Linked DNA regions of Sus scrofa: region 1 is linked to region 2. The links are chromatin contacts, called in public Hi-C maps. All regions are on one chromosome and are shown on one strand. Each heading gives the region's core, a stretch centred on a gene start, on an enhancer-like site or on the middle of the called end of the contact. The rest is flanking DNA. Distances are from core to core; before and after follow the strand shown. Region 1 holds the start of ZNF286A (zinc finger protein 286A). Region 2 holds the start of CDRT1 (CMT1A duplicated region transcript 1 protein).

What was found. Hi-C and Micro-C count contacts between places; a contact is called where the count stands out from the background.
Region 1: a contact with region 2 is called in a Hi-C map of embryonic fibroblasts, with 4 times the contacts expected there. The contact joins the promoter of ZNF286A here to the promoter of CDRT1 in region 2. A contact is called at or near these places in 1 of 5 promoter capture datasets (liver), 22 of 47 Hi-C or Micro-C datasets (adipose tissue, alveolar macrophages, brain and 14 more) and 1 of 2 datasets of contacts at active chromatin or transcription factors (skeletal muscle).

Annotation. Positions count from the first base shown.
Region 1 is chr12:58,961,694-58,968,100 of Sscrofa11.1, reverse strand. ZNF286A (zinc finger protein 286A) reads right to left here and starts at 3,688. Exons shown (of 6, transcript XM_021067914.1): 1 at 3,566-3,688; 2 at 3,072-3,273.
Region 2 is chr12:58,922,867-58,929,299 of Sscrofa11.1, reverse strand. CDRT1 (CMT1A duplicated region transcript 1 protein) reads left to right here and starts at 4,776. Exons shown (of 14, transcript XM_021067906.1): 1 at 4,776-6,433. The coding sequence starts at 6,412. TRIM16 (tripartite motif-containing protein 16) reads left to right here. Exons shown (of 6, transcript XM_021067910.1): 5 at 1-24; 6 at 2,098-3,217. The coding sequence ends at 2,681.

The DNA.
Region 1 (6,407 bases), core at 2,439-4,938, 40 kb before region 2:
CTTTTCCTGGAATGACCAGAAGGGAAGATATAAACCCAAATTAGTTAGAGGCCAGCCTGCACTAGAAGAAAAGTATGCTTGAGAGCAAAACCCACGAGACAAAAGAAAAGGTCAGTGATTTGGAATGGATAAGCCATGAGATCCTGCTCTATAGCACTGGGAACTATATCTAGCCGCTTGTGATGGAGCATGATGGAGGATAATGTGAGAGAAAGAATGTATATATGTATGTGTAACTGGGTCACTCTGCTGTACAGTAGAAAATGGACAGAACACGGTAAACCAACTATAAAAGAAAAAAATCATTATTAAAAAAAGAAAAGATCAGTGAAACACAGAGAATAGGGTGTGTGTGTGTATGTGTGTGTGTGTTTTAGGGCTACACCTGTGGCCTATTGAAGTTCCCATGCTAGGGGTCAAATCGGACCTGCAGCTGCCAGCCTAAACCACAGCCACAGCAACTCAGGATCCAAGCCATGTCTTCGACCCACACCACAGCTCATGGCAATGCAGGATCCTTAACCACTAAGCAAGGCCAGGGATCGAACCCACATCCTCATGGATACTAGTCAGATTTGCTGTGCCACAAAGGGAACTCCAAGAATAGTTGTTTTTTTTGTTTTTGTTTTTTGTTTTTTTTGGTCTTTTGTCTTTTCTAGGGCAGCACCCGCAGCATATGGAGGTTCCCAGACTAGGGGTCTAACCGGAACTATAGCCGCCAACCTACACCATAGCCACAGCAAATCAGGATCTGAGCTGCATCTGCGACCTACAACCACAGCTCACAGCAATGCCGGATCTTTAGCCCACTGAGCAAGGCCAGGGATCGAACCCATAACCTCATGGTTCCTAGCTGGATTCGTTAACCACTGAGCCATGACGGGAACTCCCCAAGAATATGTCTTAATGTCACTGCTTGAACACAATCTTAGCCAGACCCGGATTTTTCATTAGTCAGTAAATATGGCTTTTTGCTTTCAGTTTGAATCCTGTTTTCATCAGCTGCAACTTAATGCTTCTTGACTAAGAAAGTCTCCAATATTAATAATGTAAGGCATTCGAAAAACCAATGGAGGCAAGCAAGTATATAAGGATCTTGAGAAATTGTTTTTACATACCATAGCAATGTGCAATGCCCACTTTTTACACTTTGGAGTCACATAGCAAATTGAGGAATCCCTGGGTTGTAGTATATGACACATCATGGGTGGTTTTCCTCCTACCCAACTGCATTTAATAAAAATTTTCAGATACACAAAAAGTTGAAAGACTAACACACTATTCACTGATATACTACAACTACCACTTAAATTTGACAATTCTTAATATTTGCCCTTGGAGAAGAGGGAAATTGGAAAGTAAGCTGCAGACTTGATAACAGTTCATTTCTAATATAGATGAGCATTCATCATCTATTTTTGTATGTTCATAACTCATTCCAGGACTTAAGGTGCTTTTTTTTTTTCTTTTTCTTTTTCTTTTTAGGCCAGCAGTATATGGAAGTTCTTGGGCTAGGGGTCTAATAAGAGCTGCAGCTGCCGGCCTATACCACAGGCACAGCAATGCCAGATCCAAACCCCATCTGCAAGGTCTATGCTGCAGTTCAGTAGCAACGCCGGATCCTTAATCCACTGAGCAGGATGAGGGATCAAACCCCATCCTCATGAATACCAGTTGGGTTCTTAACAACAGGAACTCCAAGGTGCTTTCTTAAATTTCCACTTAACAGTCATGTGTCACATAGTGGAACATACAGTTTAAGAGGTATGTGCCCTGCTGTCTTTTAAAACAGTTTCCCAAATTACTAAGCACAGAAATTAGCTAGTAGGTGATGCTCCTTCCAGGCTTGCGGAGTGACAATAAATATTGGATGGAGAGGATACCACGAGGAAGTACAAAACACTTTCCACGGAGTCTATTAGCCACTCAAGTCATCTCTTAGAATTAGAACTCTGTTCTCTAGATGGGCTCTAGCAGACACAGAAATGCCACATCAGAAAGTGGGGAGTGCGTCTGTACTCTGAGAAATACAGTGCCATTTCAATACTAGCTCACCTGGGATCTGGCAGTAAGGCGAAGGGCTGCCACTTCTCCCTCTTCTGTGCTCTTCTCTTGGGAAAATGGAGAATCCTGGGAAGACAGAGCTAAGGGCAAGAAAGCAGAAAGGAGGCGGCCTAGATCTATCTTGTGATTCAGATTTACAAGTTTAAACTTCCCGCCACCCTACTAATGATGCTCTCTACAAACGCTTCTGCTGAAGGGAGCCAGAAACAACCCAGCATGTTGCTACCTGAGGCTTCAATTCACTCAGTGGCAGCACTGTGACACATCCAGGAAGATGGCATTCTCTGGTCTGGAAATTAAAATAAGTTTTTTTTTTTTTTTCCCGAGCTTAATCTAGATTAAATTAATATGGGAAAAAGAGGCTCCATGCTTTTGAAAAATTAACCTAAAAATTTTTGGTTAAAACCTTCAGGCTTATGTTAAAGGTAAATCGCTGGATCTCACCCCCAAATAATTATCACTGTTGAGACTGGGGTACGATTTACAAACTGAACAAGTATGGGAGGGGGCGGGGTGTGGATTCTGATACAGGAGGTCGCAGACCAAACTTCAAGAAACACTGGCTAGAAGAACTGGAAGTCAGTCATTGACTCCGATGCCTATTTTCTCTGAGATAAGACAAAAATTTCTGCTCTACTGAAACCAAAGGGTTTTTGTGCAAAGTGGAACGACAAGTGTGTTAAATACTTCTGCCAACCCATAAAGCTAAACTTTCAGACCCATTGATGAGACCAGGATACGTATAATCATCACGGAGGAAGAAGGTGTGAGAGGAGGTGTGAGGCTACGCTCAAGCCTCAGAAGCTAACATTTCGCTCACATTTGGGGGGAGGCTTTGGAGGGCCACTGTGCACCAGCTGGAGTGGAAGAGGGGTGAGCCCACACCAAGCCGTCCACTCTCACTCACCCGTCCATCCCCAGACAAAGGAGCCGGACAGCTCTGACTCCCGCGCCCGAGGAAGGCTGTGGCCCTGCCCCCAGCGCAAGTTCAACACCAGCCCCCTCACCTCTCTTCCCGGGCATTTCGGTCTCCATGGTTACCACCTCCTCCTGGCCGCGAAGGTTCTGCTCTCCCGCCAGGGCCGACCTCTCAGGGAAGAAGCGTGGAAGCCCCGAGGCCCCGCGTTCCTTCTTCCCGCCTCCCCTCTGGGGGCTCCTCCAAAAGGCTTCGTTCCGTCCCGAACCGGTTCGGCCCTGCGAACCTGGCACCTGGAATCCCAGGACAGCATCCCTGAGGCCAGGAGCCTCTGCTCGCAGCTGCCCGGGGACCGCGCGGCCGGAGAGGGCAGCGCTCGAGCCGCCGCCGAAGGGCGGGCGCGCAGACCAAGCCCCCAGCCCGCCGAGCCCGCCGCCCCGCGCTCGCACCCGCGCCCGGGGGCCTCGTGCCTGCCCTCGACGCTCCTTGCTCCGGCGCGCACTCTACCAGGCGGGACGCAGACTGACGCCCCGGGGGCCACCGCCGGGGCCGGGCGAAAAGAGTGGCACCTGAGCGACAACTCACCTCCTACCACGGGCCTGACAAAGGCTACGAACTTCTCGGGCCACCGGAGTCACGCATGCGCGAGATCGGGGGCAAGGCTGGCGAACCTCCACCGGCCCGGGAACTACGATTCCCAGAACCCCCCGGGCGTGGCCGGACTCCGCTCCCCTGCAGGTGGGTGCGAGCGTGGCGCGGTTGGGGATACCGAGAGCCGTGGTCTCTCTCTATCGCGAGAGTAGCGGGCGCTCGGCCCGCGCAGGATGCCGCGCACTTAGGAGAGCGGGAAGCGTGCTTTTGCTGGGCCCGCGCTCCGTCTGCACGTGGGGCTACTGAACCGCACCCCGCAAATCACTACGGTGTAAACTGTGTTAGACCCCAGACTCAAACTTTGCTTTCAAACAGTGCGAAAGGTGTAATTTGCAGAGCGGTGTTCAGCGTCCCTAGGCCACTCGGAATTCTGAAAATTCACACACGAGATAGGTGAGTTGTAAAGATTCAACCAGTTGCAACAAATGTGAGGAACACGTTCTTACAAGCAGAAAAGTTAAGTTTATCAAAAGAGATGTTCTCTCAAGGGAGCGTGGTTGGTTAGTCCGTAATTTTGTTATGGGACAAATCTACCCACCTCAAACTTAAAATGTCTGAATTGCCCCATCGCTCCTCGGAATAGTATCGCTGCTCACAAACCCATTGAAAAAGCCAAAACCAGAATATCCTCAACACTCACTGTTTATCACCAAGCCCTGTATATTTTCTTTCCTTCCTTCCTTCCTTCCTCTTTCTTTCTTTCTTTCTTTCTTTCTTTCTTTCTTTCTTTCTTTCTTTCTCTTCCTTCCTTTCTTTCTTTTCCTTCCTTCTTTTCTTTCTTTCAATTTCTTTCTTTCAATTTCTTTTTCTTTCAATTTCTTTCTTTCAATTTCTTTCTTTCTGTTTTTTTTCGGGGTTGAGGGGGTGCAAGGGCGGCACATGGAAGTTTCCGGGCTAGGGGTGTAATTCGATCTACAGCTGCCAGCCTACGACTCAGCAACTTCCATATCCAGTGACCTACACCACGGTTCATGGCAACACTGGATCCTTGACCCACTGCGTGAGGGCAGGGATCGAACCCGCATCCTAATGGATACCAGTAGGATTCGTTTCCACTGAGCCACAACAGAAACTCCCCTTACATATTTTATTTCTTGACTTTTCAATTTGTCCATCTTTCTTTTTTCCCCACCAGCATTATTTTAGTTCTAGTGTTGCGGAAATATCGATTGCCTCTGTACAGCCATGCGATAGAAACTCTGAGACAGAGTTTGAGGAAACGAAAAAAGTAGTTTTAATTGCTAGGCAAAGAGGGGAACACGGCAGGCTGGTGCGTCAAGGACTGTGCCCCACCCTTGGAGGGGGTAGTGAGGAGTCTTAAACTGTTTGAGGAGCTGGGAGGGATCAGCTCCTGGACATTTTCCTGATGGGTGGGTGGTGAGGTCCCAGGGAGTCCGTGTCCTCAACCTTCTGGTTCCAGCTGGTCTGCGATCTACATGCTAATGGGCAGCACACAGTTGATGTCTTCCTCTTGGTGGGGCTTCAGCACCTACAGCTCCAAGGACATGGCTCAGAATATTTGTTACGGTTCTTGAAGAAGTAATTAAAGGTCCTTGACTTTGTTGAATGGCTAAACTGTTATTCTGTCTTGCTAGACTATTTTCCTTTTTCTCTGTATTTTCTTCTCTGATTAAATTGTTTAAAGTTTTTCTATAGCTAAAAAGGCAGGTGGGGGGCATGAGTAGGGTCCACTCTGGGAAGGCTTTGCAGGGTCCTGCTGGGTTACACTAGCTGCTAACATTTCACTAGGATGGTAGTACCAGCCTTATAACTGATTTCTCTAACTTCCCACCAACTTTTTTGGCCGCATTTCTGGCTGGCGATCATTCTAAAGCAAGAACGCGATGTTACTTTAGTGCTTAAGACCCTTCAATGGCTTTCAAAAACTTTGAGGCAAGGCGATTTTTAATTCCTTCAAGAAAGCACCCCTTTCTTCCCATCATCTGAGCCTCTTGTTAGTCACACCTTTGTGTAATTCCCTCCCTCCCCTTAAGTGTACTTAGGACTTGTGACTCACTTTTAACCGAGGAAAACAACAACGATGACATGATTCTAATGCTTGTTTTGCTACTCCTAGCAAAACGGTGAAGCAAGTACGATGTTGGAGAATCTGTGTAACAAGGGACTGTCAGCCAGCAAGGACCTAACGCCTGCTGACCACCCCCAGGTGGTTGGAAGTGGATCATTCCTCAGAAAGTCTTGACATGAGAACTCGGCCCTGGCCAACCCCTTGACAGCCAGCTGCAAAGGACTCAGCCAAGCTGTGCCTAGGCCGTCACCCACAGACACCGTGAGATCCTGAGTGGATGCCGTTTTGAGCTACTGGGTATGTGGTAATATTGTTATACAGAAAAGGATAATTAACATGACATCCTGACATAAATGGCTAGCTCCTTGTCCAAAACCCAACCTGAAACCTGGATGCCTCTGGAAGGAGGGAGGTTGTTGAATTGAGAAACTGTTGAAAAAATTGATTGGAAACCCTGGACAGATGGCTACAGTTGGTTCTGTGTGTGTGTGTGTGTGTGTGTATGTGTGTATGTGTGTAGGTGGGGAGGGAAGGTAGCAGTGACGGAAAGTTCCAGATGGCCCTGGACAGATGGCTACAGTTGGTTCTGTGTGTGTGTGTGTGTGTGTGTGTGTGTGTGTGTGTGTGTGTGTGTGTAGGTGGGGAGGGAAGGTAGCAGTGACGGAAAGTTCCAGATGGCCCTGGACAGATGGCTACAGTTGGTTCTGTGTGTGTGTGTGTGTGTGTGTGTGTAGGTGGGGAGGGAAG
Region 2 (6,433 bases), core at 3,527-6,026:
GCACCAGGCCGCAGTTCCTGCAGTGTAAGTCGCCGCTTCTCTTTCCCCGGGGCGGCGGGGTGTACGGGTGATGCTTTGGAAGCAAGAACGCCAGCGTCTCACAACCTCAGGTCTAACCCTAAATGGTACATATTTAAAAGTTTAGTTTTTAAGAATTTTGAACTTTTCCTTTTGAAAAGTTTCAAACTTACCAAAACATGGCAAAAATAGGACCAAGAGGGCTCACACACCTTTCATCCCGCTCTCCCAAAGGCTGGCACCTTACACACCTGTGGAACCTGCGTCCAAACCGGGAACCGAACCTTGCTGTGGTGCCGTTAATGCACCCATGGATTTTATTCAGGTTTCACCCGGTGTTCCTCCCAGCGTCCTTGGTCCCAGATGTGTCCTCGTCTCCTCCTGCTTCAGTCAGGGTCCAGTCCCTTAATCCTTTGTCCTTCGCGACCTTGGCCCCTTCGAAGTGCCTGGCTACCCAGCGGAGGGAGGATGAGGGCAGACGCAGGGTCAGAGTAACTTCCAATGCGTCGGGGCATGGAGGGGCTCTCGTTCTCTGGGACCAGGCAGAGACTGGCAGGAGGGGGCTGACTGAGAGGTCACCAGGCTATAGTATTGGTCAGATATTTTATTTTTTTTTTTAATGATTTTTATTTTTTCCATTCTAGTCGGCTTACAGTGTTCTGTCAGTTTTCTACCGTACAGCAAAGTGACCCAGTCACACATATGTACATACGTACATTCTTTTTCTCACATTTGTCAGATATTTTAAAGAAGAGTGACTCCACTGTGGGTATAAGCATCCGTTTTCCCACACCCTTGCTGGCACCGGTGGAAAAGTGCCTGGCTTTCAGGACGTATTCGTTGTTGAATCAAAGAATGAGTCAATGAACAGATTTTATTTCTTGATTCAGTTCAGCAAATAATACCCTAAGTGCTGAGTAATTTGAGCTGCAGGAAGGAAGGAACTGGAGTGACTTCTTAAAAGGGGTCTGGGAAAAAAATAAATTAATTAATTAAATCAGGATGTGGAGTTCCCGTAGTGGCTCAGTGGTTAACAAGCCTGACTGGTAACCGTGAGGTTGCAGGTTTGATCCCTGGCCTCCCTCAGTGGGTTAAGGATCCGGCATTGTTGCCATGAGCTGTGGTGTAGTTAGCAGATGCTGCTCTGATCCCTAGCTCCGATTGGACCCCTAGCCTGGGAATGTCCATATGCCGTGGGTTCAGCCCTAAAAAGACAAAAGACAAAAATAAAATAAAATAAAATAAAAGGGGTCTGGGACCCCTTACAACACAGATCGGGGAGGGGTTGCCCCATTGTAAGCAATTCTCCGTGAGACCAGCTGGACATTCTACAGTTTAACTGAGTTCTGATCCTGTCTACCTGGAGAGGGTGTCAGAGCCACAAGATGCGTCACAAGGAGCAGGTCCCCAGGCGGCCCACAGCTCTGTCCGACTTGGGCGCCAGTCAGAGGTTGCAGTGACCCCCCTCCTCAGGCGGCTGGCGCGGCTCACGGACCTCAGGAAGGCATCTGTAACATTCGTATGTGATCAAGGACACAGGGGCGCAGCCAGGTGGGGGAGGTGCACAGGGCAAGGTGTGGGAGGGTCCTGGGAGCAGGCGCCTCTGTCCCCGTGGACGTGGGGCGGCCCCGCTGGTGGGGATGTTTGCCAACCTGGAGGCTTCCTCTCACAGGCCTGAAGGACCATCAGCTCCATCCCAGCCCCTCTCACTTCTCAGAGAGAATAGGAGTTAGGGCTGAAAGGTCCAAGCTTTCTTCTGATGGCCCCGTCCAGGAGCCCACCCCGAGTCGCTTGGTTGGGACAAAAGACACGTAGAGCCCAGCAAATCACAAGGGTTTCAGGAGCTCTGTGCCGGGAACCGCGAGGCAGAGACCAAATACATAGATTTCTTCTTATAAATCGCGGTCTCACACTGTTCTCTGCTTTCTGCTTTCCACCCACCTCTTTTCTGGGGGGACCAGCGGCTGGGCAGGCCGAGAGCAGGGACGGGGGATGTTTTCCCGTCCTTTGGAGGCTGGCCAGGTTGGAGGTGTTCAGTCCAAATCAGCTGTCTGTCCCTGACCCTCTGTGTCCCCTCAGACGCCTGTGACATTGCCTTCGACCCGGACACGGCACACAGGTACCTCCGGCTGCAGGAGGACAACCGCAAGGTCACCAACACCGCGCCCTGGGAGCACCCCTACCCCGACCTCCCCAGCAGGTTCACGCACTGGCGGCAGGTGCTGGCCCAGCAGAGCCTGTACCTGCACAGGTACTACTTCGAGCTGGAGCTCTCCGGGGCCGGCGTCTACGTAGGCCTGACGTGCAAAGGCATCGACCGGAAGGGCGAGGAACGCAACAGCTGCATTTCTGGAAACAGCTTCTCCTGGAGCCTCCACTGGGACGGGAAGGCGTTCAGGGCCTGGCACAGCGACACGGAGACCCCGCTCAAGGCCAGCCCTTGCCGGAGGCTGGGGGTCTACGTGGACTCTCCGGGCGGGGTCCTCTCCTTCTACGGCGTGGAGCCCGATGCCATGACTCTGGTGCACAGGTTTGACTGCAGGTTCTCGGAGCCCGTCTACCCCGCCTTCTGGCTTTCCAAGAAGGAGGACGCCATCCGGATTGTGGATCTGGGAGAGGAACTGGGAAAGCCGGCGCCCACCTCAGTGGAGGCTGCTCCCTAGAGGCCGGAATCCGCTTCCCGCAGATGGGACGGCAGCCTGGTCCAAGGGGGGTCCCTGCCAGTGGGAGCTGCCTTAGAAGTCGCGCGGGAAGGGTCTCTGGCTGCCACACGGCGCTCTTCTCCACGGTCGCAGCCTCCGCAGGCCCTCCGCCCCCTCCTCGTCTTCTAGCGACACTCTCCAGTCTGCTCAGGTGGACGCGCGCTGAGCCCGGAGTTGGTCACCAGGAATCCTCAGAGCGATCAAAAAGCCTGCGGAGGACTCACCAACTTTATCGCGTCCTCCCCGTGTCCCAGACACTGTCCTGAGGGCTTTCTGGGCATCACCCCTCCCTCCTGTGACCCCAACAGCAGCCCCGTTTAGCAGCTGGGGAAGCTGGGGTCCTCGGGGTTTAGGGAGCTTGCTCGAGGTCACAGTGGTCACATGGGGAGGGGCCGAGCTGGGATTCAAACCTGGGAGGGCTGACCTTGAACTTCTCTGCTGCCTTCCCCCTTAGATCAGGGGTGTCGTGTGGAGAATAAACCGCTTCATGAATGGAGTGTCTCTCGGCCTCGTTCTCTTTGCAACCCCACCCCCCCCGCCCCGCTCCCCGTCTGAGACGTGCAGAGGCTGAGCGGCAGCTCATCCGATTTGGGGACAGCGAGGACTCTTAAGAATGTCTCAGCGAGGTCCGTGTCTCAGTCCCCCGACCTCTCGGGGCGGTGCTCGCTCTTCTCTGGAGCCGCCTTGTGATGGGGACACATCTGGTGCCTCGTTCCAAGAGCAGCTCCTCACGCGTCCCCCGGGAAGCTTGGTTTCGCACCACATGTCCCGTGTTCCTGTGTGGTGTCCAGCCCTTCCGCCCCCTGATCAGGTCACTCTCCTTTCGACAGTCGCCTGCCTAAGATGAATGATGAACATGCACCAGTGCAGTTCCCTCCTGGCTCAGCGGTTAAGGATCCTGCGTTGTCACTGCTGTGGTTCTGGTTACAGCCGTGATGCAGACTTGATACCTGGCCTGGGAACTTGCGCATTCCCAGGGCACAGCCAAAACCTCTGAAAAGCGGAAAGGAGAGGACAAGAAACCCTCTGTACTCTGCCCCCCCACCAATTATTTGCATTTTTTGACATGTGCTCCCTCTGTGTTTATATACACGTTCATACAGTGTGTGTGTGTGTGTGTGTGTGTGTGTGTGTGTGTGTGTGTGTGAGAGAGAGAGAGAGAGAATGTTTTTCTGGTGGAACCTCTTGAGAACTGAGACATGCAGGCGCCTCTGAATATGTCAGCATCTAGGAATGTTTGCAGACTGTTTGCTGTGGACTCCAGGTTCTCCGAAGCAGCTGCTGATACAAATTTTGTGGAGTTTGGGAGTTCCCGTCATGGCTCAGTGGAAATCTGTCTAGCGTCCACGAGGACGTAAGTTCGATCCCTGGCCTCACTCAGTGGTTTAAGGATCTGGCGTTGCTGTGGCTGTGGTGTAGGCCAGCAGCTGCAGCTCCGATGGGACCCCTAGCCTGGGAACCTCCATATGCCATGGCCCTAAAAAGCAAAAATAAATAAATAAAAAAATAAATTGTGGAGTTAGAAGTTGGACAGTGCCTGTCATCTTTGGCCGCGGTGTCAAGGTTTTGTCTTCAGAATAGCCCCGTTGCTCTCAGTGACGCCCTGCTGCCCAGGTAACTTTGGAACATACGCGCGTCTGCTCGTAGACTTTCACTGTGTCTGTGCTCCACACGGCATTTCTGCAGATGACGTGACTTACGAACAGGCCTTTGGTCTCAAAAATGTTAGGAAGCCCAGTGGTCTCCTTCCGGGTCATCGGTGACAGCGGGGCCTTCTGTTGGGGACGCCCAGGGCCACGTACGCTCCCAGCTTTGTCTGTAATGGCCCAGTCATGACTCCTGGGGGAGCACAGGCCAGGGCTAAAGATCTCACAAAACAGATAAGTCATTTTCACGTCTTTTTTCTTTTCAAAACTACACACTTTGTTTTCTTCCCCGTGCCTTTCAGTGTACATACATGTGCCCTATAAACTCGGTACTGGACATTGATGATCGGCTGCCCCAAATAAGGATCCCAACGACAATGAGACTTTTCAATAATGTACAGATCCATTTTATCTTATTTTATTTTATGCTTTGAAAAATTGTATTATAGTTGATTCATAGTGTTCTGTCAATTTCTGCTGTAAAGTGACCTATTTATACAGACACATACATTCTGTTTCTCACATTATCCTCCATCGTGTTCCATCACAAGTGATTAAATACAGTTCCCTGTGCTATACCGCAGGATCTCATGGCTTCTCCAGTCCCAATGCAATAGTCTGCATCTACTGCCCCCAAACTCCCCGTCCATCCCACTCCCTCCCCCTCCCCCTTGGCAACCGCAAGTCTGTTCTCCACGTCCATGAGTTTGCTTCTTTTCTGTGGAAAGGTTCATTTGTGCCGTATATTAGATTCCAGATATGAGTGATATCAAATGGTATTTGTCTTCCTCTTTCTGACTTGCTTCACTGAGTATGAGAGTCTCTAGTTCCATCCACCTTGCTGCAATTTTATTGTATTTTTGACCACGCCGGTAGCATGTAGAAGTTCCCAGGCCCCAGGGATTGACCCCGAGCCACAGTAGTGACCCAAGCCACAGCAATGACGACGCTGAATCCTTAACCTCTGGGCTACCAGGGAACTCCCAGTAGTTACCATTTCTCGAGGCTAAATGTGTGCCAGGCAAGCTTTTAAGTGCTTGGCATAGTACACCTCATTTAACCCTCACACAGACTCTGTGAAGTGGAAACTGCTGTTGTCTCCATTTTGCAGACAAGAGACTGAAGCATAAAGGGTTAAGGAATGTGTCTGTGTTCATGGAGCCAGTCCGCAGCTGCGCCGGGGTCTAAACCCAGGAGTCTGGCCCCAGGCCCCACACTCTTCACGCCTCAGCTGTGCTGCTTCCAGTGCTCCTGCGTCGACGTGTTGTTGAGGCTGGAAGACCGTCTCAGGTCCAGGGACAGTTTTCCACTGCAGCGGTTTCTGGCTGGTACTCTGAAGCAGTCAAGTAACAGGTATGTGTGAAACATTTGTGTTTTCACTTTGACAATGAGTTAAGAAGATGACTGTTTATAGTTTACATTTTCAGGAGCACTATAACCCAACAGCTAGAAAACAAAGCTCCCGTCTAATTTTATACTCACAAATATTTAAAAGTCATTAACAACAATCTAAGTTCAACCCCAGGCTCCACAGTATTCGTTCCCCCTAATTTCAAAGGGGTCCAGAAGTTCCCTCATGGCTCAGCAGGTTAAGGATCCGGTGTTGTGACTGCTGTGGCTTGGGTCACTGCTGTGGCGTGGGGTCGACCCCTGGCCCAGGAACTTCCGCATGCTACAGGAGCAGCCAAAATAAAATAAAAGGGGTCCGTACATTATTTTAATTTGACTCTGTTCCTGTGGTTCTAGAAACGGGATGACCAGCTCTTTCAGAATATACAGCAACCGCCTTCCCCCTGCACAGCTCCAGGCTTAGGAGATTTACGGTAAAGCCATGTTTCCTAGGAGGTCAGTACAGAAAGCCAGACTCAACCGGCAGTTTCTGGGAGAGAGAAGCTCTCCATCCATCGCAGCAGTTTCCTTTTCCTTTGGGAGATGTTTATGTCAGAAAAGGCTCCGTCGGGATCTTTATCAGCCTCTCCTGTTCCCCTGGGGTTTGGTGGCATCGACAACGGACAAGGTTAAAATGAGCTGGTCATCTCAGGACCATGGAGAACCTGGAGTTGCGGC